Linked DNA regions of Anser cygnoides: region 2 is linked to region 1. The links are chromatin contacts, called in public Hi-C maps. All regions are on one chromosome and are shown on one strand. The core of a region is the stretch at or near the end of the contact, and the rest is flanking DNA. Distances in the headings are between cores, read along the strand shown. Region 1 has its middle 58 kb from the start of COG6. Region 2 overlaps LOC106043254 (complement C4-A-like).

Region 1 (2,772 bases), core at 111-2,610:
CTCCCAGCCTTCACGCTCTGCCATCCCTCCCAGGTCAGAGGCACCTGTAACAGAGCCCTGGGCTGACTTTGGTGCCCACTTAGGCAACGCTTTTAACAACTTTTCTAGACCAGCCTCTTTTAGACCCATCAAGTCTCCAGAAAATACAATGAGGGTAAGTATACCTAGGAAGCTAATAACCTTTTGTTTCTAATCTTAGGACACAAACAACACATTTCTACACCCAGAAAATCAGGAAATCAAATTCAGAAATGCTAGTGCACTCTCATTTCCCAGCAACACGCACTTACCTGATGAGAAAATGTGACTTTAGGATGTAGGAGAAACGATACCTGCCAAATCCATGTCAAGCAATCCCTACCCAGCTTTATACACTGGTGTCAGGTGGAGGTGAGGGTGGCAATTAAGGACTCACCCTCATTTTTTGCTGTACATACTCCGTGGCTGAGACTTGCAATGCTCAGGTCAAGTGGCATCCTGGGTGTGCTGGGAAAAACAGTGCTCCAAAGGATCCTGGAGAGGTCACAACGTTCGCTTTCTGTCCAGAAAAATGCAGGCAGGAGTGTATGTATGTAGCTGGCTGGCTAAGTGCCCAGTGAATTACTTTATTTCTGCTGTGACTGTGGCATTTAAGGTCAATTTAGGCCATGAGCTGGGGCTCAGGGCTCAGTCCCACCCAGGGCAGGTGGCTCGCTCTGAACTTTTCTTCTCTGCATTGTCTGAGGGAGTAAATTAGCATTTTTGCAGGACTGTTAGTCTCTTCTGAAGTAGTTTTCTCCATCTGATCAGAAAAGAATCACTCTGAGCCCCAGTGCTGTGCTGCTGAGCTCTCTGGGAGCTATGTGTCAAACAGGAGCTGTTTTGGCTCTCGGCACCTATTGGACTAAAAGTTAAAAAATCACAGCACAGTACAAATTTGAAGTCACTTGTATATATTAAAAGTGCACTTTTAATGACACTAGCCCTTGCAAAGTTGATGCCAGAGTTCAGTTGTAGCAGGAGGAAACGTGGTAACTGCAACAGAGAGTCAGAAAAAGAGAAGCTTCTCTCCACACAGCAGCCTTGTTGTATTCTTTATCCCCTATTTAGCTTACTAATCTGCCTGGTTTGGTGAAGTTTTGGTTTTCAGCTCTTTACCTTGTGATCTCCCTAGCTGTTTTCCCTCCCTAAAGTTAGCCTGAGTAAATGTTTGACTTTGTCCCCTAAGCCCCCGCATACCGTTGTGTAACCTAATAAACCCTTTTATTTCATTAGCACCAGTTTACCCAATGTTCCCGACTAATTGAGAGTGGATTTCCAAGAAGAAAAAGGAAGAACATGTTCACAACCACAGACACCTCTTCACCTGTTTACGAAAGACAACGCGGTTTCTGCCACACAGAAAAAAATATTGGCAAAAAAAAATATCGCATCTCACCTTACTGCAATTTTGTCAGTCCCTATCAGTTCCCTGAACTAAAAGCCGCATCACTTAGCGTTCAAATGAAAGGTAAAAATGCAGGTGGCTGTTTTCCTCTGCGCAGTGGGGATTAGTGGAGCAAATTCTGCACGTAGAGTTGCAGAGGGCACCCCCCTCTCCAGGCTCTGCTTTATGCGTGGAGGGGGCGGCTGCACAGAAGCACGGGGGAAACGAAGGCTGCTGCTCCCTTGCTTTTAGCCACCTGCTTCAGCAGTCTGTCATCTTTGTAGGGAATGAGGAATCAGAGGGAAAAAGCAAAATAGCGTTAGCAAGGATGGGCCTGAATCCCAAGTCAGTATCCTGCTGAAATCTCGACCTCCAGCACTACAAAATCTGCTATGGCCAGATAACCCCTCCAAAAGCCTCTAGTTTGTCCCAAATGTAATATGAACAGGCAGCAGGAGCTTGTACATTTTCTCATCATGGGTCCACAGTGGCTCTGACATGATACTGGCACCTGAAAAGCTGATTTGTTGTCTCAAGGCACCCTTCAGAGGTCTTCAGAGGCCACCTGGCTCTCTGTTACTTCAAAAAGATGCTTGAATCCACTCTGTAAGTGGTCCGAATCACCTTTTGTACTACAGCTTTATGTTCAGGCATTGCCGTATGGGGGCTGCACCTGAAGGAGGGGGATTGAAAATAGCCTCAGATCTCATCAAAAAAACAAAAACCAAACCAAAACAACAAAAAAAAAAAAACCACCACCAATGACAAAAAAACAACAACAAGGACTAATGGCTAGTGCTCCTCACTGCTGTCTATTTCATATGCTGTTTGTGAAACAGTTTTTGGTCCTTCTGTCATCCTGGATGACATGAAAAATAAATATCAAAGGCCTCCCTAAAGTGATCCCATGTAAAGGGAAAGCCGACATGCTTTTATCATTGCTGTGATACCCTTGTGCACCGTCAAGCTCGCTTGCTCTTTCTGGCATGGCCTGACTCAATGCAGGGCCCTGCCATGTACTTCTGGCTAGCCGAAACCCCCTCTGGGCAGCCGGCCAGGTGGGCCAGCCTCGGAGGCACCCTGTCCTCAAACAGGGGACAGCATCTCTGGGGTCGGAGCCTTTTGGAGCACTGCTCCCAAGTGCCCTGGATGCTGCACTTGGGTCATTGTGCTGGAAGTCCCCGGGGCACGCTGGCTCCTCGAGCGTTGTCACCTCCCTTCTGCTGCTGGGGGATGGAGCACCAGATGCAGGTTTCTGGCTGGGACGCTGGTGGGGATGGATCCTGAGAGGGATAAATGTTTGTTGTTTCCACAGTATGTAGACACAGAGCAGTAGGGGGCGGGAGGACACAAATCTGCTCCGCGAG
Region 2 (2,704 bases), core at 93-2,592, 460 kb after region 1:
CTCCCTCTCATTCTCACTGCAGTTACGCACTGACAAAACTGATTCAGTTGTAAGACAAATATCACAACTTTCCTCAGGGCCTCTGGACTCCCAAACCCAAGCAGACTGGTGAAGAAGAGCAGAGATTTCCACCACAAAGACAGTCTGTGCTCAGGAGAAGGCGGAGGTTTTGGGGAAGAAGATCTCTTGGGAACAGGGTTTCTGTTCTCCCCGGGGGGCAGAAGGGGCTTGTTAAGATAGCAGCTGGCAAAATATGTACTTCTCACTACTGCATGAACAAAGGGAAGATAATGGGTGAGGTTAGCTTAGAGCAGCAGTAGCTGTGGAGCATGGCAAGGCTGTTTTCAGAGACAGTTCCACTGCTTGGTCTACACAGCTGCCATCCATGGTCAGGGCTAATTCAACTACAGATCAGTCTCAGTTTATAAAATAGAACATGAAATGGGTATGAATGGGTTATTATTATTATTTTTTTGGCTCCAGAAATTATTGTTATTGTTATTTATTGTTATTGTTATTGTTATTAATAATAAAAAAAAACCAACATCCTCAATCTTAGTGACTTTTCCTTGAGAAACCCATAAGGATGTCTCCCAGTTGAAAAGACACCACTTTGCAGATGTCTGCAACATGAAGTCAAACGAAAAGAAACTCTGCACTGTGGGGTCACACCAAACTCTTGCTGTTGTGCCTGTCTTTATCAGGGAAGGTTTCCTTTGTCTGGTCTGGCTTGCTTGTCAGGGGACTGAGGTCTGTTTATACAGCTATACAAATAGCTCTTTGGATTGGCAGCTGTTACACTCTGCCACATATGAACTCACACTGAGACATTTTCATGGATCAATTTTTAAAGGGAACCTTGCAAAAGCTATTTATTTTGCTTTCACTTTTTTTTTTTTTTTAATTGGATATGCACACATGCTTCTCTGTGAGGTATGACTCTTAATGTAGTTAGTAAATTGTTTGGTCCATAATATAAACTATATATATATAAATTATAAGCTACTATAATTAAATAAGTATTTTCTCACTCTGTCTCATAAACACAGAAGAGCAAGTGTATACAGTCCCATAATTATTTATACAACTAATCTTAAAATTCTTTATGCTTTATTTGTCCTTCTTGGGGTATGTATAAACAATCATTTCACTGCTTCTCTTGTACCACAAATTCTTCAGACTGACTAGGACTGTAATTTCTAATGTAACACCAAATAGTGCAGTCCAAAGCCATGCTAAAATATAACATAGTAAGATAAAATTAAACTCTCATTTGAAAGCCTCTGACACATGCTTATAAGAGAGACCACAGAAAACTCACCCTAAAATAATTATTCTGCCTGTCCTTTGTCTAAAGGCAAAGTCCTTTCATATTTACTCATCAGGTATGCTATTGATTCTCCTGCTGACCCAGAGTTCAGTCCAGCTGTCTGGGATTGAGATACGTGCTTGAGGAAACTAGTCAACCTTAACTCAGGGAGATAGACTTGATTTATTCTGAATGTACGCTCTGTGCCCTTTCAGTAACTTCATCTGGAAAACCTTCATCTGTAGGTGTTCACCATGTTGTGAGCACCAGCAGTAGTTTTTGTTCTCTGGCTTGAAGTTCTTCCAAAAAAACTTTTCCCCCATTAATCTGTCTAAATGCTAACAAGACCAAACTCTTCTTTCAGTTTCCCCCGGCCTCTTTCACCTCTGCCTGGCAGGAAGGTACAAAGGACAACTTCACAAAGCACACTTCACAAACCAGCGCTGCAGTGATGCCCTCTTTGCTGCATTACAGAGAATTGTGACAAACACAAAAGGCAATATTTCACTCCTGACATTACAGAAAATTAGATTTTCAAATCCTTTTTCAACAGCAGACCATGAAGTGTGCGTCTAATTTGAAAAGCTCTTAACCAGGAGGGTAATTTCTCCCTAGCACCAATGTGAATGGAAATTATTCTTTTTTAATTTACCATAATCTAAGTCATGAATTAAAAAGTGAATATAGGCTCTAGTTGCTATTGTCATGAAAAACTGGCCTTTTTGCCTATAGTTTCTTTAAATGTTCTGCATTTAGCCCTCCTAGGTGTGTCTACTGCACTATATATATATATATATTATATGTATATATATAAAGTCTCTGTAAAAGAGGAAAACCAATGTATCCAAGAGTTTTCTGTTGTCACTAAGGAGCCTGGATTTTGGGGAGGTTAAACAACCAGTTTACACATCCTGTTCTGTGGATTTGGGAGCATGTAATGAAATGAAGGAAAGCCAGCCATTTTTAAAGGCAGAATTTAGAGAACTAATTTAAAAACATCACTGACCCTCATTCCTTGCATTTCCTGACTTACTGTTATATTCAAAAATGTTTCACAACAAAAGGAGGAAAAAAACCCTATAATATCCCCAACTACAGCTCGTTGGGTGCCTGTCTGTCAGAGGCAGTTTCCTTTCATTTGCTCGGATCTGCTAATTAAATCTAAAACATTCAGTTCACGCAGTAACGCTGAGAAACACGAGGAACAAGGGCTTCTCTTCCAAGCCTGGGAAAAGGCTCTGCTCCAACCTCCATCACACCCGAGTCAGCTCAGGCCAACTCCACTGATGGATCAGAAGCTGTCCCGCTTATTTTGATCCCTTGGTTTTAAAGTTCAGAGATGAAATTCAAAGAGAAAGGGGGAATGGGGGCAGGATACCAGTGTTGGGAGAGTTG

What was found. A called contact is a pair of places that touch in the nucleus more often than the background predicts.
Region 2: a contact with region 1 is called in a Hi-C map of liver, with 2.5 times the contacts expected there. The contact joins two enhancer-like sites. A contact is called at or near these places in 2 of 7 Hi-C or Micro-C datasets (both in liver).

What each region holds. Positions count from the first base shown.
Region 1 is chr1:184,865,606-184,868,377 of Taihu_goose_T2T_genome, forward strand. No RefSeq gene overlaps it. Among named protein-coding and RNA genes, the nearest start is that of COG6, 58 kb to the right of the region's middle. Within about 2 kb of position 1,361, at least 1 of the 3 cell types and tissues checked has open chromatin away from gene starts, as enhancers often do. A contact at or near this core is called in liver, where this site is marked.
Region 2 is chr1:185,330,454-185,333,157 of Taihu_goose_T2T_genome, forward strand. The region is part of intron 1 of LOC106043254 (complement C4-A-like); the gene reads right to left. Among named protein-coding and RNA genes, the nearest start is that of STOML3, 65 kb to the left of the region's middle. Within about 2 kb of position 1,343, at least 2 of the 3 cell types and tissues checked have open chromatin away from gene starts, as enhancers often do. A contact at or near this core is called in liver, where this site is marked.